Regions from separate parts of the Mus musculus genome. Here all the other regions are linked to region 4. Evidence: chromatin contacts called from public HiChIP or PLAC-seq, capture Hi-C and promoter capture Hi-C data. All regions are on one chromosome and are shown on one strand. The core of a region is the stretch at or near the end of the contact, and the rest is flanking DNA. Distances in the headings are between cores, read along the strand shown. Region 1 holds the start of Adam1b (a disintegrin and metallopeptidase domain 1b). Region 2 holds the start of Aldh2 (aldehyde dehydrogenase 2, mitochondrial). Region 3 holds the start of Acad12 (acyl-Coenzyme A dehydrogenase family, member 12). Region 4 holds the start of Hectd4 (HECT domain E3 ubiquitin protein ligase 4). Region 5 holds the start of Adam1a (a disintegrin and metallopeptidase domain 1a). Region 6 overlaps Brap (BRCA1 associated protein).

Region 1 (4,185 bases), core at 1,488-3,987, 280 kb before region 4:
TTGAGAACTGCTGTAGACAACGATAGACACTGTGTAGACAATGCTTTCCTTTTCTAAGAAACCTCTCCAAGGACTCAGGCAAGTAAAAAAGGAGAATTAAATATGTATTAAATTATCTACAAAGGCAAGACCCAAGCCTGTGGAGCCTAAGACAATACCTGCAAATCATTCATCTGATAAGGGCTCAGTTTCTGAGAGGAGATGATGAGAACACAAAACTCAACATCAAAACCCAAAGTCGTCCAAATTGTTACATGGACTAAGGAATCCAGTAGACACTTCTCAAGAGAAGACACAGCTGCTTGTGTGGTTCTGAGGTAGAGCTTACATAGCACATACAAAATACAGATTTGATCCTCGATATGGGGGCAGGGGGCTGGAGGATTAAGAAGAGACTCTAGTGCCTCAACCCCCACCACTTTGCGCTGAAGTGGGGGGATATCGAATTGGAAGACATCCTGGGCTACCTAATTATTTCCAGACTAACCTGTGCTTCATCCTTTGATGTTGTCTCAAAAGACAAACATTCCATCCAAACAAACAAACAAACAAAAAAAGCCAGGCAGTGGTGGCGCACGCCTGTAATCCCAGCACTTGGGAGGCAAAGGCAGGTGGATTTCTGAGTTCGAGGCCAGCCTGGTCTCCAGAGTGAGTTCCAGGACAGCCAGGGCTACACAGGGCTAACCCTGTCTCGAAAAAAAAAAAACAAAAACAAAAACCCAATTTGCCAAGAAATGTATGAAACACTGCACATCCTCAGTAGTTACTGAGGCATCAGAAATCAAATCAGGAGACATCTTGAAGGACCAAAAGCAAACTTGGGTGTGAAGGGAATTTACAAGAGTTGTTGATGGGAAGTGATCAGCATCATTATTACAGAAACCACCATGGAGAGAATCCTTACCAAATGCAAGAGACTACAGGATCTCTTTGACTTAGCAGCTCCACGGTCGGTTAGACTTCCAGAGATGAATCGCTGTGCCATACACACACCTGCTCTCCTGTGGGGACTGCAGCTGGGAGTCCAACCTCATTTTCTTACAATGGGGAGGGCACTGGAGATCACACCAAGTGATGGAAGTCAGAAAGCAAGAGAAGACCATGGGCACTAATCCTCTGTGGAAACTGAAAGGCTGATCACGAACAGCGTGGACAATGCTCACCAGGGACGGGGTAGGGAAAGGGAGGTGGAAAACAGGTCAGTAAGGGTCACTGACAAGAGATTTGCTTCTAAGTTTAGTTCTAATGTTTGGCAGCACAGTGGGTAAAACTATCTATAAAAACAATCTAACAAGCTTCAAAGTTGGTAGAAAATTATGAGATCCCCAACATATAAAAGTGACTAATATTTGAAGAGCTGGAAATGCCGTTAAGTGTCTCTGCTTGGATGGGAGGGTATCCTGAGACATGGAAGGCTCCTTAGCAGAGGTGCTGCAGGTCAAGGGGAGGGTACCCCTGACTGAGCTGAGGAGTTTGAGAGCCCCAGCCCTGCTCCTTCTTCTCTTCACTTCTTCTTTTCCTAGCTTTTCTTCTCGGTTTCTTCTGATGAGAAAGCCACTCCATGCAGTAAGACTCATAAAGGAGATTTATTAAAGGGGAGAATCCTGGAGGAGAAGGGATGGATGAATCCAGGAAAGGCTGCGGCTTGCTTGCAAGGACTCACATCCTAAGCTTGGGAGCTCAGGGATTGGTGGCCTTTTTCACCCACTTTTCCCTGCATTGCATCCAAGGGTCAGGCTAGGGAGTCCTTCCTGGCTTCAGCTGGCTTTTGCTCCACGTCTGTGGGGCTGCTCAGAGAGGCTGAGAGGAGGTGTGGTAGGCCATGGATAGCTCCTGAGGGGCCTCTCTTGCTGAGGTGGGAAAGGCTCCAGTGCTGGCTGTTGGCTGAGATGTCCTGTTGGGGCCATTTTGACAGGAGCTGCCATTTTTAACAATTCCTGAAGTGGCATTTTACTTTGGCTGTAGGCTGGGGTGGGAAGGAGGAGCCAGCCACTGCTTTGAGAGGTTTTGTGGTGTGCCACTTATAGACTAAAAGCACTCCCCCTTTATCATACATGTTTATATATGTAAGATTAATGTACTGTGTCCCATAAGATACACAAATAAGATATCGTGTGAAGACTTAGTGTGTCTGTGTGCACACCTGAATGAGTTCAGCTCATGTGACCCGTGTACACATGGGTACATAGAGGCTAGAAGAAAGGCTAACACATGTAATCTTATAAGCTGCCAGGACCATGAGGAAGATTAAGAGTTTCAGGCGACCTGGCGCAACACTAGCACATAAACAAAGACACACATATAACCACACATAACCTTAGGGAATCAGTGTGTTGGGGCTAGGCCTTTGAGATGCCAGCTACTGTGGACATGTTAGCAGGAGGCTACCATGCATCTTCCATGGCCTCTGAGAAACTGGGTCTGGAGGCTGTGAAGGGCGATGCTATTCTTCTCCACAGGCCGCGCCCCTAGCTCCTCTGTGCTCCATCATACAGCTCAGGGGCTTGACCTCTCAGTCTGGTCTCCTAAATCTGTGATTATCCATCACACTTCTCAGAGCTCAAAACCTGCCCTGGGTTAGAACGCTCCTGTCTACAGAGCAAGGGTCTTGGAGGTCAGGAAACAGATATAACAGAGTATGCCCACCTAGGGGATCTCCAAGCTCCTTGATTTGGAACATTTGGGGTTAGCTGAGCAACTGACAACAGGAAGAGTTGAGAGCAGTGGGGGAGGGGTGTTCCGTGTGTGGCTCCTGCTGAGTCAGGTACAGTCAAGGTACAGTCCCACACTGTAGTAGAGGCACCTCTCTCCATCTTGTCAAAAGGACTTAGAGATGGCGTACAGGAGCTGACTTTGAAAGAAGCAACCAAGAACAGAAACTGTCTGAAAGGTCACAGAGGTCAGAGTCACCAGGACAAGACCTAGCCAGAAAGCTGAGCTCACGGAGGTGGGGAGGAACCAACACTTAAAACACGCAGCATCGATGTAGGGATAATACCCGGGCCTCCAGATCAGGAGAGCTACTGCTGTCATTGACATTCAACACGCAGGCCCCACTGAATCAGCTGAGTCAGAAGGATCATGGCAGACTCAGCCACAGCGAGACATTCAGCGTCCACGTTCTCTTTCAAGTAGAGCCCCATGCGGCTTTGTAAGAGGTTGGAGGAACACGTCAGACTTGGCCTCCCCAGATGGAGCGACTAAAGCTGGGGAAAATCCCAGAGCACTGGTGTATCAGGCTGGTGGCCATGTTGCTCTTGGCAATAATTTTTCTCCCGAGCACGTTCTGTGACATTGGATCTGTATATAATTCTTCCTATGAAACTGTCATCCCTGAGAGACTGCCAGGCAAGGGGGGGAAAGACCCTGGAGGGAAGGTGTCCTACATGCTATTGATGCAAGGCCAAAAGCAGCTGCTTCACCTCGAGGTAAAGGGACACTACCCTGAGAATAACTTCCCAGTCTACAGTTACCACAATGGCATCCTGAGGCAAGAAATGCCTCTCCTCTCCCAGGACTGCCACTATGAAGGCTACATGGAAGGGGTGCCAGGCTCCTTTGTTTCTGTCAACATCTGTTCAGGCCTCAGGGGGGTCTTGATTAAAGAGGAAACATCCTATGGCATTGAGCCCATGCTCTCTTCCAAAAACTTTGAACATGTCCTCTACACCATGGAGCATCAGCCTGTGGTCTCCTGCAGTGTCACTCCCAAAGACAGCCCTGGGGACACCAGCCATCCACCAAGGAGCAGGAAGCCCGATGACCTACTGGTTCTGACTGACTGGTGGTCACACACCAAGTATGTGGAGATGTTTGTGGTGGTCAACCACCAGCGGTTCCAGATGTGGGGCAGTAACATCAACGAGACGGTCCAGGCAGTAATGGACATCATTGCTCTGGCCAACAGCTTCACTAGGGGGATAAACACAGAGGTGGTGCTGGTGGGCCTGGAAATCTGGACAGAGGGGGACCCGATAGAGGTCCCAGTGGACCTGCAGACCACACTCAGGAATTTCAACTTCTGGAGACAGGAGAAACTCGTGGGCCGGGTCAGGCACGATGTGGCACACTTGATCGTCGGGCATCGCCCAGGAGAGAACGAGGGCCAGGCGTTTCTCCGTGGTGCCTGTTCGGGTGAGTTTGCGGCGGCCGTGGAGGCCTTCCATCATGAAGATGTCCTCCTGT
Region 2 (4,701 bases), core at 732-3,231, 370 kb before region 4:
CTGTGGTAGGGGTGTGGAAGTAATTTGTTTGTTTGAAATAGAGTCTCCTGTAGCCCAGACTAGCCTAGAACTCTTTATGTAGCTCAGGTTGACCTTCAACTCCTGATCCTCCTGACTCCACTTCCTGAATGCTGATGTTACAGGGCAGGTACCACGAGAAAGTAGACTTTCTTAAAAGTCTTTTTTTGTTTGTTTTAGGTTTTTTTTTTTTTAATTTTATGTATATGAGTGCACTGCCGTTGTCTTCAGGCACACCAGAAGAGGGCATCAGATGGTTCTGAGCCACCATGTAGTTGCTGAAAATTGAACTGGGGACCCCTGGAAAAGCAGTCGGTGCTCTTAACAGCTGAGCCATCTCTTCAGCCCGAAAGTAGACTTTCAACACATTCTTGATTTGTGATACTTCCAACCTGAGAAGAGTTAAAGGCCACACCCAATCATAAATGGAGGAGGAGCCTGTATATAGCACTATCAGTATTTAATTAGGAAATGTCCCATGACTTAGTGGCTCTACAAACCGGGGCATTATTTGTAGTCCCCCAAGATTGGAAGCCACCTAAATGTCACCCATAGAAAATTCTTTAAATGGTAATGGGCCTGTAGTCAATGAGACAGCAAGTAGCCCTTTTACAAACAGTGAATGGGGACACCTTCCTGCAGGAAATGGGTGTGGAGATTCACGATCCACATTTGGCAAGGCAAAATGGTTTACTTCTGCACAAGGGCGAATTGCCACGCAGAACAAGCAAACACACCCAGAGGGCCCCTGCAGGTGAAACTTTTGAAGGGATATATATATATACATATATATATGTATGTATGTATATATTGATGGCTAGCCGGAACTCATATGTAGACCACCAGGCTGGCCTCGAGCTTTCTAGAGATTTGCTTGCTTCTACTTCCTGAATGCTAGGGCTGGAGAAATGGCTCAGAGGTTAAGAGCACTGACTGCTTTTCAAAAGGTCCTGAGTTCAAATCTCAGCAACCACATGGTGGCTCACAACCATCAGTAATGAGATCTGACATCCTCTGTGTGTCTGAAGAAAGCTACAGTGTTCTTAGATATATAATAAATAAATCTTTAGACTGAAGCCAGCGGGGCCGACCTGAGCAAGCAAGCAGAAGTCCTGAATTCAAATTCCCAGCAACCACATGATCGCTCACAACCATCAGTACAGCTACAGTGTACTCATAAACATAAAATAAATACTTCCTGAATGCTGAGATTAAAGACCCAGACCCATTTTTCTGCTGTTTTTCTTTTTTAATTCTGAAAACAAAGGGGTCCTGTGTGTCTCTCTGAGCCAAGCTTTCATTCTGACCTGATTGACTAATACAGAGCTGCACAGTCTCCAGGGAGATATGAAATTCGAGCATATCTTTTGGATTTCTGTATGTGCAGACCCCCGGGGGGAATCTGGAAGTCTGCTCAGTGGCTCCTTTTTAATTTCTCCCAACAGCGTTCTCAGTTTCCCAGATTCCTTTGCACCTACGGTGGGTCATGTGACCAGCCTGTGAGGTCCTTAAATGCTTTTTTCCTCATGTTTTGTGCTAACGGTGCGGAGTCCGGAACAACTTCAGCTGTCCGGTGCTAAAATGAGAGGCACACGAGGAAACGCGCCCAGACACCTTGTCTGGTCACTGGCTATTACAGCGCGGGTGACAATATCCTTCGAGTCACCAAAGCAGGGCGATGCTCATACACAGCAGTCTCCTCCTTCTGGGTGCTTCAGAAACAGGCTGGGCCTCAGCTTCCAAGGGCTCCACCCAGTTTGGGGCTCCTGGGTTTCAAAACACTTCTCTTTGCACTACCCAGAAGCCCCTGCCAAGATTCTCACCATCTCCTTAGCCTAGTGATGCGTTCACCTGGTTGAAAGGCACACAAGTGACCAGGCGTCCACGTCTCTTTCTAGCCAATGACGTCCTGCACCTCAAGTGCCCAGTCCCAGGCTGTTCATGGAATAACCGCATTCATGAATTCTCTTCGCCGCCATATCTGCACAGATGTGAGCCTTAGGCGCCAGCCACCCTGCTAGGAGCGCACACCACTCTGGCTAGGCTTTCTCAGGGTTCTGCAAACTCCATCTCTGACTTGGCTTTGGGAGCCAGGGGTCGCGCCCCTTAGGCCGTGAGGGGCTGGGACTCCCTGACCACGCCCCCGTGTCTCCGCCTCCCATTGGCGGCTGCAGGGGGCGGAGGCGAGGACTTGTTCTTCAACGCTGCAGTCGCCCTCCGATCGGCAAGGCTTCTCTCGGCTCCGTTCGGCTCGGCTCGCCCATTTCAGTTCAGTTCGGGTCAGTTAAGCTCCGCTCAGTTCAGCATGCTGCGCGCCGCACTCACCACTGTCCGCCGCGGACCGCGCCTGAGCCGCCTGTTGTCCGCCGCCGCCACCAGCGCGGTGCCAGCCCCCAACCATCAGCCTGAGGTCTTCTGCAACCAGGTGAGACTCACTTCGCCTCCTCGGGCCCTAGGGCGGGACGGAGCGGGCGACGCGGCCTCAGTTTCCCCTCCGCGCCCAGCGATCTTTGCGCGCGTCTTCCCTTGCCCATGTGGCCGCAGTGTGTCGCCTCTCGGCCTGGGACAGTCCTGGGCCTCTTTACCCCGCATCGATGCAGCCTGCTCCTTCCCCGCGCGGTCCGGGTTCACCCAGGAAGGCCCAGCCGTCCCAGCTCCTCTCTGCGAGACCTCCCATACACCCCTACCCGATTCACGCAGACCTGAGCCAGAGTTCAGAAGCAAAAGCTGGGTCAGGACCCCTCTGTGGCCGCTCTTACCCAACCGGGACTTTGGAATGTTGTCTTAGCTTTTTGAGTTTTGGTAAAGTCTGGAATCACATGAAAGAACGTGGTTGTGAAGTATTCTTTTTGTTTGTGCAACAAGTGGGACTTGGCTGCCCTCTTCTGTAAAATGGGAAAGCAGTCAGGGCTGATATCTTGATGTGTTATTTTGAAAGAAGATCTCATTTTGTAGCCAAGGCTGGCCCGGAATTCTGTGTTCTTCCGTCAGCCACTCCCACCCCACTTTGGATTTGTGCAGGCCAGACACGCAGCTACCACCTCCGGTCTTCAGCTTTCTCTCTACTTTTTCTTTGAAACAGGATCTCACTAAGTTGTCCAGGCTGGCCTTGAACTTGTAATTCTCCTGCCCCAGGCTTCCCAGTGCTGGGCGACAGTGATCCCATGTCTCTTGATACTACAGGGCCTCGTGCACTTGGCACTTGGTGTGAGCTGCAGTCCGGGTTCCCCAAAAGTCCCCTCCCCCAACCTTTGTGCAGGGCAGCGTCCTAAACAATTCAGTCTTTAACCCATAAGCTTTAGAACTGGGAGTTTGATGCTATAACTATCCCCACTACACAGCTCAAGAGACTGAGGTCTGGTCAGGTTCCTAAAGAGCCAAGTTAAGGTGAAGTCTGGGTTCTTGTCTGGGATTCCAAAAGTAAGCCCTTAGCCAAAACATTCCATGGTCTCTTGCAACTCTGGGTAGGAGCAGTGGTCGGATCTCATGTTGAACGTGGACATCCTCCAGATGGACTGCTGACCACCGGTGTTGTAGCCTTAGCCTCTTGCTTTCTGCAGTATGTACTTCCAGGACCTGGCAGCCATTTACACATGCGCAGGACCTGTTTGAAAATGCCCATGAGGAGTGCTACAAGGAGTCAATCCAAGGGAAAACAAACAAACAAACAAACAAACAACCCATCTTTTGCATAATACAAGCTGTAAATTTCAGTAGCTGCTGGTTTTTTAACTGGCAGCTGATGCTGAAGCAATCAGTCAGGCTTGAAGGAGCTGAACTTCAAAAAGAGCCGGAATTGACTGCAAGAGGAAGCACCTGATCAATAGCTTTGTTCCTCTGGTTCATCAGGAGGCAGGGCACAAAGTATCAGGTCCAATGCGTGCTCTGGCTTGATTCAGTTGTGAGTGATCCGTGGGTGGGGGTGGGGGGTGTTAGAGTGACTCCCCTCCCCCATTGCTGCCTTTTTCGACATCACAAGGATAGTGCACGTTCATTACCGAAGTTTCATGGCACTGACCTATTGCACACATCACAAGAGCACTGTTAATGCGAGTGGCCTTGCTCTGTTCTTTGCTTTTATAAGTTTGTGTGGGAGACAGCATGCTGGCTACCTGCCACTCGGGTCCCTAAACACTCTGTCTCCGGAACACTGCTTATCTTTCTCAGCTTTTAAAGCTTTTTTTTGGAGAACACAAGCTCTCTGCCCTAAGCCAGGCAGCTCGTGGAGGGAACACTAGAAACCTCGGGGTGTTAAAAGTGTGGCATCATTGCAAACCCTGCTGCCAGGGATAGCAGGACTTGGAAGCAGTGGCTCTGGGTTCTGTGTGTTCCTGCATAATCTCTATGGCTGTCACTAGGGCCATTTGCCCCAAGGAGCAGCCAGTGTGGCCTTGAGGTGGCTTCCCTAGACTCTGGGCTTGCTAACAAGGGCACCTGCAGGGCCCAAGCATCCCAGTAGGTATGTTTTTTTTTAAGCTTCGTGGCCCCATCTGAATGTCCTCACCTTCTTGCCTAACCGAAGCAAGCTGAACGAGGTTTGGCTCATCTTTCTGGAGTCCTCTCGCCTTCTGTCCCAAGTGTGACCACAGGTTAGGTAAACTTCTTAGGTGGAAGATACTTTCTGCGACTTCAGCTTCCCTCAGAATGGATCCCTGAGTGTGGCTTCTGAAAGAAGCACATTTT
Region 3 (4,354 bases), core at 451-2,950, 400 kb before region 4:
CTGAGCTGCTCTTCTCTCCAGACACACACATGAAACGCTGCCCCTCAGAGCAGTTGACCTTCATCTCCTGAATCTCCTGCCTCCACCTCCCAAGTGTTAGCATTACAGATGTGACAGCATGCCCACTGGGGTAACCCTTTCCACGACAATTGAGGTGAACTAATATTCACTGGTCATTAACACATTTTGTTGGATGGGTCAACGTGTCAGGAAGTGGGATACAGTTGTAAGTGACTGAAGTGCCACCAAGTGAGGAAGTTCAAGGTGTATCAAGCACCCATTCCATCTTTGCTCGGTCATGAAGAGCAAGGAGAACGCAGGAGTAGGCAGAGGCAAGAAGGAAGCACCAGTCTACCTGCCTCTCCTTAGTCCTGAAGAAGCTGGCAGGTGCAGAGGGGCATGTGTGTAGGGGGCACTCAGGGGAGACGTGAAGGACGCCAGAAGCTCAAGGCTAGCTTTGCTTGCATGAGTGCCAGATCAGCTGGATTTATGTGGTGAGGGCTTGCTTTCCATCTTAGAGTCGTGATTTATAGTATCTGTCCACATGTGTGTGCTTGAGTATATTCTATACAACATGTGAAACAATACTTGTAGAAGCCAGAAGAGACCTTCAGATTCCTGGTTGTGAAGTAACACCCAGCTGTTCAGCCTGGGTGCTGGGAACCAAACCAGTGACTGCAAGTGCAGGAAATGCTCTACCTGCTGAGCACCTCCCTGGTCCCCTAGTTTGCTTTAGAAACGGGTCTCATGTAGACTAGGCTAGCCTCAAGCTTTCTATATAGTCAAGGATGACCTTGAATTTCGGGTCCTCAAGCCTCCAACTCCCTAAAACTAGGATGCACCATGTCTGGTTCAGGCAGTGCTAGGAATTCCACCCAGGGTATCCTTTTTGGGGCTAGCCTCGCTTCTATGCTAGGCAAGAATTCACCAACAGAACTACATCTCTGACCTGAGACCTTGCTTCCATTAAAACAACAGACAGACAGGGACTGAGAGTTTAGGGGTAGAACTGTACTTAGCAAGGAGAGAGGGAGAAAGAGACAGAAGAAAGGAGAGGAAAGGGAAGAGGACAGGAGGAGACAGAAAGAAACTAAAAGTAGAGCTAGAAATGGCTGCTGTCGTAGGCAGAGCAGCTGCCCAGGTGGACAGCGGCTTCCCGGCACCGATGCCTGTGCAGTAGCTGTGGCAGACACTGGACATGTACCTGAGTCTAGAAGAAATAAGTAAAACCACACTCTTGTGGCACACAGTGAGGACATGCTGACACTGCAAACCATCCAAGAAGACATCAAGTGTTCAGAGTGACTGAAGCTCCATCCAAAATCCAGTTGGGATAAAGGCTTGGACGACCGCCACACTTGGACGTGACCTCCTGTCTTTTCTGGCGTGAGATCAAGCTGTACCCCTGGCTGCCTTTAAACTCCCAATCTTCCGATCTTTAGCTCAAAGTACAGAATGATCGGTGTGGCCAGTCACCTGCTCGGAGTGGGCCCCGGTGGCCGGACGAGCCCACCGGTGGCAGCGCCGCCACCGCCTCAGCAGCGGCAGCCCCAAGTGGCCGAGTCACAACCTCCGCTTCCGTCTGTCGGCCGCCGTCTCTGACCCGCGGGGTCGCGCACGCGCACCCGCCGGCGGGAAGAGGCGTGGCCCAAGTCGCGCATGCGCTTTCGTCAGTCGCTTCTGCCCCCCCCCCCCCCCCTTGGCTGACCGTCTGGACAGTGTCCGAGGAGCGTGCGCAGTGCGCGCTGAGTCTTCTGGTTTGTTTTGCATCTGACTCCTCCATTTGTCCTCCCTAGTTTTCCCGCAGGGTTCACCGTGAATCAGAGGGTTCCTGGGTCTTCGACCTCAGGGTTGTAACTTTCTGCAGGTATGACGATGGGCTGGCTAGGAGCGCAGTGGCTTCACAGATAATCCACTGAGAGCCGAGCACTGCGGGGCTGCGTGGGATGATGATTTTGCGGACACAGAAAACAGCCCCAGAGCCGGGTGTGGTGGCGCACGCCTTTAATCCCAGCACTTGGGAGGCAGAGGCAGAGGCAGGCGAATTTCTGAGTTCGAGGCCAGCTGGTCTACAGAGTGAGTTCCAGGACAGCCAGGGCTATACAGAGAAACCCTGTCTCGAAAAAACTTAAAAAAAAAAAAAAAAAGAACAAGAAAAAAGAAAAGAAAACAGCCCCAGACAGGACAAGCTTTGGCACTCGTGCGATCCTGAGCTCTTAATGCATAACTGCACGGTTGAGAAATGAAACGATGTATAGAGACAGGGATACACTGGAAAGCCTAGAGGTCATGGTTAAAATTGGTTTTGTTGTTGATTCTGTTTGGTTTTATTTTGTTTGTTTTTATTGGTTTCTTCTCCCAGTCAGAGTTTCTCCAAGTACGCCTAACTGTCCTGGAACTCACTCTGTAGACCAGGCTGTCCTCGAACTCATAGATCTGCCTGCCTCTGCTTCCGGAGTTCTATACAGTCCTGCCCCACCACCTTCTGGCCATTGTTTAATTGTTTTGAGACAACGTCTGGTATAGCCCAAGATACTGAGAACCCTATATATTGGAGAAAAAATAAGCTGTGTTCTCTATGTATTGGAATCGGATGTCCTTGAACTTCTGACCCTCCTGCCTTTTCCACCTCGCCAGTGCCAGGGTTACAGACTTCTGCTGAAGGCTTTGTGCTTCACAAGATAGCAGGATAGAACTAACTCAAGATTGTCCTCTGTGCAGGTGCTATAGTGAGCACACACACTGAGGAATGCACTTCAGTGGTAGAATGCTTGGGTTATAGCTCTGAGTTCAGTGTCTAGTATAAACACACAAACACACATGACATAATCGACATAATGTCCAGTACACACACACACACACACGAGAGAGAGAGAGAGAGAGAGAGAGAGAGAGAGAGAAAGAAAGAGAGAGAGAAAAGCCAGGTAAGATTAGTGCGTATTTGGAGAAAAAAACATGACACGACAGGGCAGATAATATTGTGTACATGCTATAATGTAAGAGGTCCAGGAGAGGCCATGTATACAAATTGTACCTTTAACAGGAACATACAATATATAGAGGTGTTCACACTATTTCCTATGTAATATGTCTCATACCCTTTTAATGCTAGGGTTTCCCAACTTCTGTTCACATTTCACGTCCTGATACCACTTCTGGGTGCGTGTATGTGTGCCCATGAACCATAGACCACAGTAGTACTCTCAACTCATGATGACCACCAAAAAATTTGCATGGATCTAGCCAAATCACACCTCCCTCATGGAGAATAATGGGAATATATGAAAATGCACCATGCATCCACAGAGTGTAGATCATCTGACTGTGTCAGACACTAGTTTATGGTGCTGAGGTTGACCTAGAGTCTCCAACATGCTAAGCACAAGCCATTCTGCTGAGGCACACCCCCAAGTCAAGTGTTAGATAACCCTAAGTAGTGTGACACACACTAACTTGATAGCTCTACATTCTGTATCTTAGGCAATGGTAACCTGCCCCCACCTTTGCAATAGGTACTGTAATTGTCCCCGTTTTACAGAGGAAGAAGCTGAGGCTCAGAGAGGCTAACATATCTAGGACCTCACTGTCAGTGGATAGCAGAATCAGATTTGGAAACCAGTCAAACACAAGATCCCTTATGTCTTTACAACACCATGTCTGTAATATAAAACTATACACCATGTGGTCATTTATGAAATATGATCGAGGCAGGAAGCCTACATTAGTCTAACCTCATTCTGATTGACAAGGAGAAAACAAAGATGCTCTGTGGTATAGAAGATGCCAGTCCCAGGAAACTAGCATTGCTAACCAGAAGTGGACAAGGAGTCATCCTGGATCACAGCCACTCAAACATGTCCCTAGCTCTTCCCTCCCTGCACCCTCTCTCCCTTTCCTTGCTGGCTAGCCTGGGCTAGCTTGGACATTCAAGGCTGCCCTGCTTCTGCCTCTGCCTCTGCCTCTCATGTGCTAGGGATACAGCCATGCATCCTCAGGACTCCATGCTATTTTCTGATCTATCCAGTTTCTCATCCTTCAGGTCATTTAGCCTGAGGTGCTGTTCTGACTCTAGCACCGAGCCCCAAGAGATGGCTGTCTAAAAGACAACACAATCCTTGTCTTGTGGGGCTTACCATAGAAGCAGTTAGGAGAACAGTTCGTGTTTGTAGAGGTTAAATACTCCACTACAGTTATGAAAAAGGGCCATTGGGGGTGGGAGCCCACCACAAAACTGCCACAGTCAGCAATGGGGAAAAGAAATAAAATCTACAGAGAAGAGGGCAAGGCTGAGGTGTAACAGTGAGTAGAAATTCACCAGCCAGGTGAAGCAGGGGAACAGCTCTGGTCTGGTGGC
Region 4 (4,435 bases), core at 1,892-4,391:
TATTTATTGGGTGGGTTTGTTTTTTCCCTTTAAAAACCTAACTATAATTTACTGGAAACAAATTGACTATTTCAGGTCAATTTTCATCTCTTTAGATTCTTTGTTCTGACATATAACCTTGCAGAGCACTAAGAAGAAAAGGAACACTGGAACCCAGAGGCAGGAGAACCAGGCCAGCTTACTCACCATAGCTTGACTGGTACACCCACCACAGCAGAACTCCTCCCCGATCCCTTTCTAAAATGAGGAAAACACTTCTATCTTCAAGGTGCATTATCTCCAATATACCTTCTGTGCTTTCAAATTCTGTGACTCCACAATCTTTTGCACTGTGGTTGTCCCTCATAAATTATTCACCTGAGCTCTAGTCTTATTCCTCATAATTTAAAATCATTAATGGAAGAATTCTATAATTATAGACCCTATGAGAATAGCTGCTATTCCTTCAGAGTCTACTGGAGAGATCTGGGAGACAGTCTCTCATAGGAGGGCTAACATCCCAAAAGATACCTTTTAAAATACTGACACATCTCTAATCTTTCTGAATAATGAAAAAGAAACAGTTGCCAGAGGAACCAGAGTGGAGTTAGGAAAAATGGTTCTGTGGAAGAGGTGCTTGCTGTGCAGCATGAGAGGCTGAGTTAAGGGCTAGACAGATAGATGGGCAGTTAAAGGGATCCAATTTAGATTCCCAGCATCCCTGTAAATTAATCCTAAGTATTAAAAAACTATTTAAGGATGAGTGTGGTGTGCACACCTTTACTCCCAACACCTGGGAGTCAGAGACAAGCAGATTTCTATGAATTCCAGGCCAGCCTGGATTTCATAGCATCCGGGCCAGGGTTATTCAGTGAGACCCTGTCTCAAAAAATTAAAGATCTTGAGCAAACTGCACATTTGCTCTGCTCGGCTCTTGCTACATCTGCACAATGGATACAACTGTTGCAACAAGTAACAAGATTTACCTTCTAGAGTTCTTTGAGACTTTAACAAGATAGCATCTGACAGAATGGATACAGTTAAGAATTATTATTAACTAGGTAAGTGTGTGACTAGCAGACTACTTACTTCTCTAGATACTGTAGTCTGTAACTGGAAAAGACTAAAAACAAAACAGCTCTATTCCTGCTGGTCCCAGTGTGTATCACTCACGACCGTTCCTTTTTGAGAAGACTTAATCTACTCGGCCATAGTCTTTCCTTAGCTGTATGTGTCACTCAGGACAGAGACAGTAAACATTTTAGTAATGTTAACTGAATAACTTGGTTTTTAAAAATACCCTCTTCTAATCCGAATACATCAAACGGTCTGGGTTCAAGAAATTTAGGTTAGTCTCTAAGGAACAAAGAGCACCATCCACTTTCCACTTTCCACAGCAGCGCCCATTAAATAAAGAGTCTACCATCATACCATCAGAGCCCTGCAGTTTTCAGGTGGTTAACTCAGACACACCTTGCTTTTTATAGAATAGGCTCAAATAAAACATAAATGTATTATGATTCCACGTTAGGGATTCTCTATCGACTCCCATATTATCGTGGCTAGACTGTAAAATATGCCAATTAAGAGTTCACAGTCGGAAATTCTGAAGCAACCTCAAAGCCAGACACAAACAACAGCGGACCGCATTCGCATCTCGAGCATGTCCCAAAGTCTCGCTGAACGCGATCAGATCCATGCTGCTTCCAGAAACGCACAGCAATGGGATTTTACCCCATGCCTATAAATGCCGGTGGTACTGAATACCAGAGTATATGGAAAACCGCAAAACAAAAGATTCCCAGTGTAGGAGGCCCTCCCGTCTGCGGTGTACCCCAGGGACCCCCCCTCCCTGCGACAATACGAATTTCACCACACTCCACGGGGAAGCGGGGGTCAACAGCCACCTGGCCTGGATGAAAACACCACAGTCCAACATTCCCACTTCTAGGCAAATGCGAAAACTGAGCGCAGTCGGTGGAAAGTTCCCATCCACCATATTCACATTTGGTTTCCTTGGGGTGGATGGGTTTTGCGGGGTGGTGGGGGGGGGGGACGACACCACAACTGCTGAGACTGGCTGCTGCACCTGCCACCGCTCCTAGACTGGGGGGGGGGGGAGGGGGAAAGAGAGAGAGAGACCCCCGAGGCGCGCGCACGCGTACACACACACACACACACACACACACATATACTCGCTCACGCCCGCCCTTGAACCTTCCCAGGCCGCGGTGTAGCATCCCCTTTCTCGCTGTCCAAACCCCCACCCCACCCCACCCCACCCCACCCCACCCCCGGCTGGCCTGACAAAGGCGCGGGTGTCAAGTCAATCCGAGGCACTGCACAGACAGGTTGCAGAATTGCTTATGGTGGAGGAAGGAAGCCCTGGCAGCTGTCACTCCGGGCTCCCTCCAACACACAGGCAGGCGCGCGCGCGTGCACACACACACACACACACACACACACACACACGCATACAAAATCAACACCGAGCTGGGACTGTGATAAAAGAAGCAGAGTCCGTGCGAGCGTTCAAAATACAAAAGGTCTCCGGAGCACAGGCACCTGGGCGCGCCCTCCAAGAGGCTCCCGGTTGCGTGGTGGGGGGAAGGGGAGCAGCCGGGCGGCGGCTGCCGTAGCTCCGGGTCTCCGGGCCGCGCGGCCCGAAGATGCTCTCCGGGATCCCACACACCTGCGGCGGCCTCCCGGGGAACCTCACTCACCTCCAGGTCGGTGTCGGCGGCCTCCGGGGCGCCGAGGATCTCGCTGGGCAGCTCGGCCAGGTCGGTGACCCGGATGAGTCCGTCGTGCAGAAAGATGGTCTCCTCCTTCACCGAGAGCCACTGCGCCGAGTCCGCCGCCGCCGCCGCCGCCGCTGCAGCTGCCGCCGCCGCGGCCGACGAGCCCATGGCTAAGAGAAGGCGCTGCAGAGCCGCCGCCGCCGCCTCAGCAACCCATGGCCGACCGCCGCGCCCGCCGCGCCTGCTGCGCCCGCCTCGCCCGCGCGGCTCCGCCCTAGGCGTTCCGCGCCGCCATCCCCCTCCGCACGCCAACCCCGGCCCGGGAGACCCCCGGCCCCGCCGCCGCCGCCGCCGCCGCCGCCCTGACGAGCAGGATCCGCCTCTGCCGCTCCGCAGCCAACTGTCAGTAAGACGCCATCTTGGGGGCGGGGTTCCCGGCATGCCCCGCGGGGTGGACAATACAGGCTCCTCCCTCCTGTCCGTCTAGCCCCGCCCACAGCCCGGCGAGGCTTTATAACCCAGCTGCAAGGCGCTCAGAGGCATGGCCTCTTGGGCACCCCTGCTTCCCATGCTATCTGAGGAAGTCTAAGGCTCCGGGAGAAGACCACCCTGGTCCCCTTTCCTCCTTACTCCGGTGTGCACCGGTTGCTCAGGCCAGAGCTCATTCTGGAAGGATTATGGAGGGTCAACACTGTTATCTTTTAAATGAGATAGGTTCAGATGTCTTCTCTAAGATCTTGAATAGTTCAGTCTTAGAGGGTTAGCCTAGAATGCCTGAGGTCCTATGTTCCATTTACAGCACTATAAGTAAACAAACCTGGTGGGGGTTGCCAGTTGTTCCAGTACTTGGAAGACAGAAGTGGGAGTACCATTGCAAGTTGCAGGTAGCCTGGTCTACATATCAAGTTTCAGGCCAACCTGGGCTACATAAGATGCTCCAGGCCACCCAGGCCTATGTAGGCTCCGTATCTGAAAAAATACATAAAATTTATAAAATACTAAAGGCTGGTATATAATAGGCTTGGTCATGAGAACTTGGTAAAACTCACAGCAGATGGTTAATATTTACTGGGGAAAAAAAGAGTACAAAGAAGCAACTGACATCTGATGAAAATAAAGTATCTATCAACAATTGCTGTTAGGCTGGAGAAATGATTGACAGGTTGACACTGGTTGCTCTTCCAGAGGGCTGGGGTTCAATTCCCAGCACTCAGAGGGCAGCTCACACCTTTTATAACTTCAGTCCCAAGGGACCTGAGTTTCAGTCCCAAGGGACCTCACATCCTCTTCAGGTCTCCGTCTCCATCATTACACAGATGTGGCACACAGACATACATAAAGGAAACAGTCAAACACATAAAAAAAATTAAAAATTAAAAATTAAAAGTAAACAAAAGCAATGCTTTCCTCCTGGCTCCTGTTTTTTTTGTTTTGTTTTGTTTTGTTTTGTTTTTTCTTTTTTTTTTCCATTTTTTATTAGGTATTTAGCTCATTTACATTTCCAATGCTATACCAATTGTTTTGTTTTTTCAAGACAGGGTTTCTCTGTGTAGTTCTGGCTGTCCTGGAACTCGCTGTGTCTGGAGGTGGAGCTTGAGGTGGTGTTGGGGTCAGCAGTGCTCTGACCTCATCTAGGGATGGACTGAGTGATTCATTCCAAACTTATTTGGCTACTGAGAGGTAATGGCTAACATGGTTGGGTCCTAGTGGGAGAT
Region 5 (4,047 bases), core at 391-2,890, 300 kb before region 4:
TGTTTGTCCAGATGAGAACTATGTTGGATATCTGTAAAAACCCCCCTGGAGATGTCCTGACTCTCGTCACTCACCTGGTTAGGCACACTAAATCAGAGCATAATTTGGTTTGTGTATTTCTAGGTCAGTAGTAAGTTATGTTTTAACATGAATCAGTTTTTTTTGCTAATAATTCAAAAATCTACCCCTAGCTGGAAGTTAAACCTTTCTATTCCTGGATAATTTCTTGCCTGCCTACCACAGAAAATGAGTTTCAATCTGAGAACTGGAAAATTAAGTATTTCATTTTAATTACATATTTTTAAGTTTAAAAAGTAGACTGTTTTTTCCATTATTGATTCTTGGTTTGTCTTATGCCTTAACCTGTGTTATGTTTGTTAGTTCTGACACAGGGAAGCAGAGGAATAAATAGCGTTGGTCATTTCCAGAACAGGTACTTGGAAGAGGTTTTGAATTACTCAGTGGCTGATGGCTGAGGACCCTCACTTTCCCTCCCACTGTCAAGTGAGTTTGTGAAGTGAGAATATGCATTTTCTGCTAAATGCTAATGCTGTCTGATAGGAAGCAAGCATCACTGGCTGAGGGGAGATGCCACAAGTTTTCATATATATATATATATATATATATATATATATATATATACATGTATATATATATATATATATATATATATACATACACACACACACACACACACATACATACACACACAAATACACACACACAATACATATAGCTATATATATCTAGATATATATGTACATATCTATATATCTATATTAGAATGTTTTTCCGTTATTAGAGAATATATATATTTTTTCTTGGTGCCATCCAATATCTGATTCCATTTTTTTTCTTCCTTCCTTCCTTTTTTTTTTTTTTTTTGGTGGTGATGGCCTTGCTTTTTGAGAGAAGGTCTTGCTTTGGATGGATCGCTGGCTCAGAACTCACACAAACACCATGCGGGCCTTGAACTTGTGATCTTCTTGTCTCTGTCTCCTGGGTGTTGGGATTACAGAAATGTACCACCTTTCTGAATCTCCAATCCCAAGTGTTATACCTCGTATGATTTAGGTTGTAAATATTTCACTTATAACATAAAATTATTTTTATACCACCTAAAAGACAGTTTCATTTAGTTAAAGTATATATGCATGAAAATGAAGAAATGGGGGAAGGAATGTGTTCACACAACTTCTGTTTTCCTTCTAATGGATAATGCTAAATGCAGGAAGAACACTAAGGTGAAACTAAAGCTTCGGACTTGGGTGGGCAGTGCAAGCCAACTGCAGTCAGCAAGTGTGCGGGCTTAAGAGTTCTTCCAGAGCCCACTTCCATTTTCTTTGTTGCTTTAACTAGAGTCACCAGTCTGTCTTCATTTTTATGGTGAGACCATTGGGAGAACTAACTTAGATTTTAGGCTCTAATATAGTTCTGTGGTAAAAATAAGATCATGTAACACTTATGCTTTAGAAATTTCCATAGAGAAGGATCATGTCTTAAAGCCAAAATTTATTTGGTAGACACAAGGATACGGGAAAGTAGAACATCTAAATACTGTGTGTGTGTGCGTGTGCGTGTGCGTGTGTGTGTACACCAGTGAAAGGAATCAGGCAGTCTAAGAGAACTAGCTATCCATCCAGCATGACCACTGTAAGAATGAGGAATGAGGCAGGACAACAGAGAACTCTTAATTGTTCAGAGAACCCAGAGAACTTTGTCCCCTCCCCCGAAACCCTGCAGAATGTTGAGTCTGAAAGTATGAGCTGGTTAACATGTCAGGGGCCCATGACCTGTGGAGGAGGAAAGATGATGTGACAAGCACAGAACCGGCTGAGCCACTGTAGATGCAGGGCTCATCTCCATGAATGTCAAAGGAACTTAAGCAACACTGAAGCTCCTCCACTTGAAAGAAGCCCCTGTGCTGCACATATCCACCAAGGCCAGGAGAAAGAAAGGAGAGAGACACAGCCTGAGACCGCACAGTTTCTTGGGAAGCTCCCCAGTAAGGCACGGGCACAGGTCTGGGTGCCTGGGTCTGGGAAAAGCAGAGAGCACTGCCGCTGATGGACAGAGATCCTCCATCATCAGCAGTTTGTTGGAGCCATGTCAGTGGCAGCAGCGGGGAGAGGGTTTGCCTCCAGTCTGTCTTCCCCACAGATCAGGCGAATAGCCTTAAAAGAAGCTAAGCTAACACCTCACATCTGGGCGGCACTGCACTGGAACTTGGGACTGAGACTAGTGCCATCTGTCAGAGTAGGGATTTTGGTGCTACTGATTTTTCTCCCGAGCACGTTCTGTGACATTGGATCTGTATATAATTCTTCCTATGAAACTGTCATCCCTGAGAGACTGCCAGGCAAGGGGGGGAAAGACCCTGGAGGGAAGGTGTCCTACATGCTATTGATGCAAGGCCAAAAGCAGCTGCTTCACCTCGAGGTAAAGGGACACTACCCTGAGAATAACTTCCCAGTCTACAGTTACCACAATGGCATCCTGAGGCAAGAAATGCCTCTCCTCTCCCAGGACTGCCACTATGAAGGCTACATGGAAGGGGTGCCAGGCTCCTTTGTTTCTGTCAACATCTGTTCAGGCCTCAGGGGGGTCTTGATTAAAGAGGAAACATCCTATGGCATTGAGCCCATGCTCTCTTCCAAAAACTTTGAACATGTCCTCTACACCATGGAGCATCAGCCTGTGGTCTCCTGCAGTGTCACTCCCAAAGACAGCCCTGGGGACACCAGCCATCCACCAAGGAGCAGGAAGCCCGATGACCTACTGGTTCTGACTGACTGGTGGTCACACACCAAGTATGTGGAGATGTTTGTGGTGGTCAACCACCAGCGGTTCCAGATGTGGGGCAGTAACATCAACGAGACGGTCCAGGCAGTAATGGACATCATTGCTCTGGCCAACAGCTTCACTAGGGGGATAAACACAGAGGTGGTGCTGGTGGGCCTGGAAATCTGGACAGAGGGGGACCCGATAGAGGTCCCAGTGGACCTGCAGACCACACTCAGGAATTTCAACTTCTGGAGACAGGAGAAACTCGTGGGCCGGGTCAGGCACGATGTGGCACACTTGATCGTCGGGCATCGCCCAGGAGAGAACGAGGGCCAGGCGTTTCTCCGTGGTGCCTGTTCGGGTGAGTTTGCGGCGGCCGTGGAGGCCTTCCATCATGAAGATGTCCTCCTGTTCGCGGCTCTCATGGCCCACGAGCTCGGGCACAACCTGGGTATCCAGCACGACCACCCGACCTGCACCTGTGGTCCCAAGCACTTCTGCCTCATGGGTGAGAAGATCGGTAAGGACAGTGGCTTCAGCAACTGCAGCTCTGACCACTTCCTCCGTTTCCTCCATGACCACAGAGGGGCGTGCCTGCTTGATGAGCCTGGGCGCCAGAGCCGCATGCGCAGAGCTGCCAATTGTGGGAATGGTGTGGTGGAGGACTTGGAGGAGTGTGACTGCGGCAGTGACTGTGACAGTCACCCGTGCTGTTCGCCAACATGTACGCTTAAGGAGGGTGCGCAGTGCAGTGAGGGACTCTGCTGCTACAACTGTACATTCAAGAAGAAAGGGAGCTTATGCCGTCCTGCTGAGGATGTGTGTGACCTTCCCGAGTATTGTGACGGCAGTACTCAGGAATGCCCTGCAAACAGCTACATGCAGGATGGCACACAGTGTGATAGGATTTATTACTGCTTGGGGGGTTGGTGTAAGAACCCTGATAAACAATGTTCAAGGATCTATGGGTATCCTGCAAGATCTGCCCCTGAGGAATGTTACATTTCAGTTAATACTAAGGCGAACCGGTTTGGAAACTGTGGCCATCCCACCTCCGCTAACTTCAGATATGAAACATGTTCCGATGAGGATGTATTTTGTGGGAAACTGGTGTGTACAGATGTTAGATACCTGCCCAAAGTCAAACCCCTACACTCACTCCTCCAGGTTCCTTATGGAGAGGACTGGTGTTGGAGTATGGATGCCTATAACATCACAGATGTCCCGGATGACGGAGATGTACAGAGCGGCACCTTCTGTGCC
Region 6 (4,175 bases), core at 215-2,714, 450 kb before region 4:
AAATAAAGGCTGGTCATGGAAGATGCACTCTCCATTCCCACATCCCCACACATTTGCAATAGAAGCAGCAAGCTCTGGAGCCATCAAGTCAACAGAGCTCTGCAGCTCGGTGTCCAGGCTGTTGAGAGGTTTGCCTTACAAGGCAGAAGGTAGTGCCATGTGCTGAGCAGAGAACATTCAACCTGCCATCTGTCTACAAGTTTCTGGACAGTTCTTTCCCCAGTAGTCATTATTTTTGAGGCACTTGGAAGAAGACACATACTTCTTAAAATTCTGGAACTAAATTGTAACTGTCACACAAAAATTGGAAAAAATGGAGTAGGGGACGAAGACTAGGGGTGAAGAGATGGTTAAGAGCATTGACTGCTCTTCCAGAGGTCCTGAGTTCAATTCCCAGCAACCACATGGTGGCTCAGAACCATCTGAAATGGGGTCTGATGCCCTCTTCTAGTGTGCCTGAAGACAACTACAGTGTACTCACATACATCTAATAAATAAATACATACAAGCATACATACATACACACATACATACATGATGCCCTTAAAGAACCATCATTCATTTGAGGAAAAAAAAAAAAAAGAAAGGAAAAAAAGTTGGGCACCCTTCTACAGGCCTTTAATCCCAGCACTTGGGAGGCAGAGGCAGGCAGATCTCTGAGTTCAAGATCATTCTGGTCTACAGAGTGAGTTCCAAGACATCCAGGATAACACAGAGAAATCCTGTCTCAAAAAAAAAACAAAAAAAAAAAAAACAAAAAAAAAACCAACAAAACCCAAACTTATCATCTTGTTAAAGAATAAGGAGCAGTACGGATGAAAAGCCAGCTCATCTTCAGTTGACTGAGGAAGCACTCCACACCAATCACCTGTCAGGATGCCTCGTGCAGATCAAGGTGTCCTAGCCTGGGGCTGTGAGAGAGCACTGCCTGCTCTCACAAAGATCCAGGGCTCAGTTCCGCATGTGGCAGTTCACAACCCAGACTAACCAGCCTTCAACACTGAGCTGCTCTTTCATGGTGGCATAAATTGTAATAGACGTGGAGAAGGTAACGCAAAACAACACCAGATCAGGCTTAGTGTAAAGCAACAAGACGACTCCAGTGCTAAACTCAGTTTGTCCCGGCAGGGGCGTCAGACCAAACACAGGAAGGCCGCCTGCTCCAGCACTACTCATGCTGACGAGCTGCTTAGGGGATGGGGACAGCTTCCTCAAAAACAAAACTGTTTTCTCTTCCATCAAGGCTGTTCCACCAAAGCATCCTTCCTGCCTCTCCTTCTCAGGCCCTCAATCTCAAAGCCACAGTACAACAGTTTCTTCTTCCATTCCAGTAATGTAAGCTCACAGATTTACATTAATTTTTATTTTATGTGTGAGGGTGTTTTGCCTGTATGTGTGTGTACCACATGCATGCAGTGCCTGAGGAGGCCAGAAGAGGGCGTCTGATCCCCATCAAGTGTGGTTACAGTTATGACTGCCAACTGGTTGGTCAGAGACTGAACTAAGATCCCCTCCAAGAGCAGCCAGCACTCTTGATTGCTGAGCCATCTCTCCAGACCTGCACTTTGGATTTTTGCTTATTTATGCTTTCTTCACATAAGCCTATTGGTTAAACTCAGCCCCGAGAAGGGCGGTCAATCCTGATGTAGTTTGACTGAAGGGGCAGTGAATTTTAAGTTCACATATGTAGAGCTGGCTGTGGGACAACGAAGAGGCCTCCCCACCCTCCAGTGTCCCCAGAGACATTCCTGGATGAGGAGGAAGATCTCACAGGCTGAGGTGCTTACTGAGGAAGGAGCCAGGCTGGGCTCAACTTCTACAGCACAAGGCACTGGCTAAGGCTGCTGAACAAACAGAGGCCTCCTTGGATCATGAGATGTGTTAAGCGCTCACCAAATAACAGGACTCATCACAGAAAGGACAGGTAGGAGACTAAACCTAACCTACACTGTGCACATTATATTTGTGAGGGAACTGTTCATCTGTATCAAAGACATATACTTTTGAGGCTGATTTTAGGTCAGCCTGGTCTACAGAGCGAATTCTAAAATAGCCAGGGACACACAGAGAAACTGTCTGGAAGAAGAAAGAAAAGAAAAGAAAAGAAAAGAAAAGAAAAGAAAAGAAAAGAAAAGAGGAGAAGAGAAGAGAGGAGAGGAGAGGAGAGGAGAGGAGAGGAGAGGAGAAGGGAAAGAAGGTGAGGGGAGGAGGAGGGAGGGGAAGAAGAAGGGAGGGGGAGGGAGGGAAGGGGAGGGGAGGGGAAGGGAAGGGAAGGGTTAGGTGGAGTCTGAGGGGCAGGGGCTGGAGACATGGTTCAGTGTAAAGAGCACTTGCTCTTTCAGAGGACCCAGGTTTGATTCCCAGCACCTGCATGGTGCTCACAACCATCCTTGACTTCAGTGGTCGGGGTCAGATGCACTCTTCTGAGCTCCAAGAACACCCACACATTACAGTATATGACATACCTGCAGGCAAAACACTCATACACAGAAAAGTAAACACTGCTTTAGGGCAGTTTTAATGACCTCAGGAGACCTTGTCCTTAAGAGACTAAATGCTAGAATTATAAACAACCAGAAATTTAAAGAATGCCAACTTCAGGTTTTGTTTAATTTGTTGTTCAACTCTGAGAGGATCATTATCAGAGCTTCCTCTGCCAGACAGCTACAGAGCTGAGTGTGTTTTTACTGTTTGTTTCTTTGTTTCAAGACTGGGTTTCTCTGTGTAGCCCTGGCTGTCCTCGAACTCAGAAATCCGCCTGCCTCTGCCTCCTGAGTGCTGGGATGAAAGGTGTGTGCCAGCACTGGCCAGCTGGGCTCTCCATGCTTTTATGTTTAAGAGGACCAGAATCCCAGTCAGTCCTGCATAAGCACACGAGGGAGGTCCCTACCGTGACCCAGCCATTTTGGTCTTCATGTTCTGATGATGACTTACAAATTCCTTCCTCAAAGACTGGATTTCCTCAAGGTCATATTATCAATCTATGACTTTTCCCGAACCTCCAAAGAAAGCTGAGAGGGCAGGGGCCAGCAAGATGATGCAAAAATTAAAGGCACTTGCCACCAAGCCTGACAGCCCTGGTTTTGTAGTGAGAATTTTGGTTTTTCAAAAAAACCTAGTTATGTTCTCTGAATGATTTTGTAATCCCAGGTGTGGGATATGGGGCTGCTTCAGACTGCCCACAGTCGTCACAGCCGTTAACTCCGAATATTTTCTGTTCTAGGAGGGGCTTGATTTTTGCCAGCTGAAGACAGTTTACATTTGGGACTCTGGAGAGGGTGTAAATGGGAAAGACTCAGGAGGGCCTAAGGTGGCTGCCGCTCCCTGCTGCTGCTGGGCTTGTTACTGCTGGATTGCTGGCTGGAGATATTCTGACCACAAAGACTGGACTTGCCCCAGGGAACTCTAGTCAGCAGGAAGTAGGCTCCTTAGGTCTACACCCGCTTTCCCCTCTAACCTTTCTCTACTACATAGTATTGGGGGGAGGGGCGGTGTTGGATGGGATTGGGGTGGAAGGGACTGCTGCCAACACACAAGAAAGTAAACGCAGGCAGTTAGGGCCAACAGCAATTACACGACACTCAAAAGACTTTTGAGTTCTCAGGGAAAGACAGGAGAACACGGAAAGCTGCCTATATATGGACTCATTAATAACCAAGATGGAGAAGGCCATTTTTCATAGCTAGAACTGGGACATAGGAGTGGTGAGGGGACAGCCATTGTTTTTAAGTCACTAGTAACAGCAATACTTTATAGTGTCTACACTATACCAGTGATTAACAAGTACCATGAAGGAAAAGGCACAGAACTAAATTATAAACTGTCTAAGAACATAATAAGCCCAAATTTGGCATTCACGTCCATGCCTATAATCCCACGTCAGAAGGCTGAGATGAGGACTATGTCTGAGAGTTCAAGGCTAGCCTGGGATAAATTGGGAAATCCACAGTATAAACTACGGATGAGAACTTGTCAGAAAGAAAAGAAAGTATCTTTAAATATTACATATGGAAATGTAGGAGTACATATCTTTAAGCCAAACACTTTGGAGGCAGAGCCGAGCAGATCTCTGTGCCTGAGGCCAGCCTGGCAGATGTGGTTAATTCCAATCCAGCCAGAACTACTTAGTAAACCACTGCCGTGAAAAAAAAGATTATGTGGGATGGCTCAGCAAG

The links. Promoter capture Hi-C pulls out the DNA fragments that hold promoters and counts their contacts. HiChIP or PLAC-seq counts read pairs in DNA pulled down with a chosen protein or histone mark. Capture Hi-C pulls out chosen DNA fragments and counts their contacts.
Region 1: a promoter capture Hi-C map of adipose tissue shows a contact between it and region 4. The contact joins the promoter of Adam1b here to the promoter of Hectd4 in region 4. A contact is called at or near these places in 8 of 39 promoter capture datasets (the 3T3-L1 cell line, cranial neural crest, embryonic stem cells and 3 more), 3 of 115 datasets of contacts at active chromatin or transcription factors (embryonic limb bud and embryonic stem cells) and 2 of 9 other capture datasets (adipose tissue and embryonic stem cells).
Region 2: a contact with region 4 is called in an H3K4me3 HiChIP or PLAC-seq map of embryonic stem cells, with 12 read pairs. The contact joins the promoter of Aldh2 here to the promoter of Hectd4 in region 4. A contact is called at or near these places in 1 of 39 promoter capture datasets (liver), 1 of 15 datasets of contacts at CTCF or cohesin (embryonic stem cells), 4 of 484 Hi-C or Micro-C datasets (the N1E-115 cell line, embryonic stem cells and extraembryonic endoderm stem cells), 4 of 115 datasets of contacts at active chromatin or transcription factors (all in embryonic stem cells) and 2 of 9 other capture datasets (adipose tissue and embryonic stem cells).
Region 3: a capture Hi-C map of embryonic stem cells shows a contact between it and region 4, with 2.8 times the contacts expected there. The contact joins the promoter of Acad12 here to the promoter of Hectd4 in region 4. A contact is called at or near these places in 1 of 39 promoter capture datasets (embryonic stem cells), 1 of 484 Hi-C or Micro-C datasets (embryonic stem cells) and 2 of 9 other capture datasets (embryonic stem cells and liver).
Region 5: a promoter capture Hi-C map of stem cell-derived epiblast-like cells shows a contact between it and region 4, with 2.2 times the contacts expected there. The contact joins the promoter of Adam1a here to the promoter of Hectd4 in region 4. A contact is called at or near these places in 6 of 39 promoter capture datasets (the 3T3-L1 cell line, cranial neural crest, embryonic stem cells and 2 more), 1 of 484 Hi-C or Micro-C datasets (embryonic stem cells), 2 of 115 datasets of contacts at active chromatin or transcription factors (embryonic stem cells and stem cell-derived neural progenitor cells) and 4 of 9 other capture datasets (adipose tissue, embryonic stem cells, liver and 1 more).
Region 6: a promoter capture Hi-C map of embryonic stem cells shows a contact between it and region 4, with 2.5 times the contacts expected there. The contact joins the enhancer-like site here to the promoter of Hectd4 in region 4. A contact is called at or near these places in 3 of 39 promoter capture datasets (embryonic stem cells, liver and stem cell-derived epiblast-like cells) and 1 of 9 other capture datasets (liver).

The regions. Positions count from the first base shown.
Region 1 is chr5:121,501,987-121,506,171 of GRCm38.p6, reverse strand. Adam1b (a disintegrin and metallopeptidase domain 1b) reads left to right here and starts at 2,737. Exons shown (of 1, transcript NM_172125.3): 1 at 2,737-4,185. The coding sequence starts at 3,192. It also overlaps a transcript of Tmem116 not described here.
Region 2 is chr5:121,591,104-121,595,804 of GRCm38.p6, reverse strand. Aldh2 (aldehyde dehydrogenase 2, mitochondrial) reads left to right here and starts at 1,981. Exons shown (of 13, transcript NM_009656.4): 1 at 1,981-2,443. The coding sequence starts at 2,324.
Region 3 is chr5:121,616,284-121,620,637 of GRCm38.p6, reverse strand. Acad12 (acyl-Coenzyme A dehydrogenase family, member 12) reads left to right here and starts at 1,700. Exons shown (of 11, transcript NM_178799.3): 1 at 1,700-1,867.
Region 4 is chr5:121,218,925-121,223,359 of GRCm38.p6, reverse strand. It overlaps Hectd4 (HECT domain E3 ubiquitin protein ligase 4), which reads right to left and starts at 3,141. Exons shown (of 76, transcript NM_181421.4): 1 at 2,703-3,141. The coding sequence starts at 2,888.
Region 5 is chr5:121,519,288-121,523,334 of GRCm38.p6, reverse strand. Adam1a (a disintegrin and metallopeptidase domain 1a) reads left to right here and starts at 1,640. Exons shown (of 1, transcript NM_172126.2): 1 at 1,640-4,047. The coding sequence starts at 2,107.
Region 6 is chr5:121,667,885-121,672,059 of GRCm38.p6, reverse strand. The region is part of intron 4 of Brap (BRCA1 associated protein); the gene reads right to left. Among named protein-coding and RNA genes, the nearest start is that of Brap, 9.4 kb to the right of the region's middle. Within about 2 kb of position 1,464, at least 13 of the 459 cell types and tissues checked have an H3K27ac peak or open chromatin away from gene starts, as enhancers often do. A contact at or near this core is called in embryonic stem cells, where this site is marked.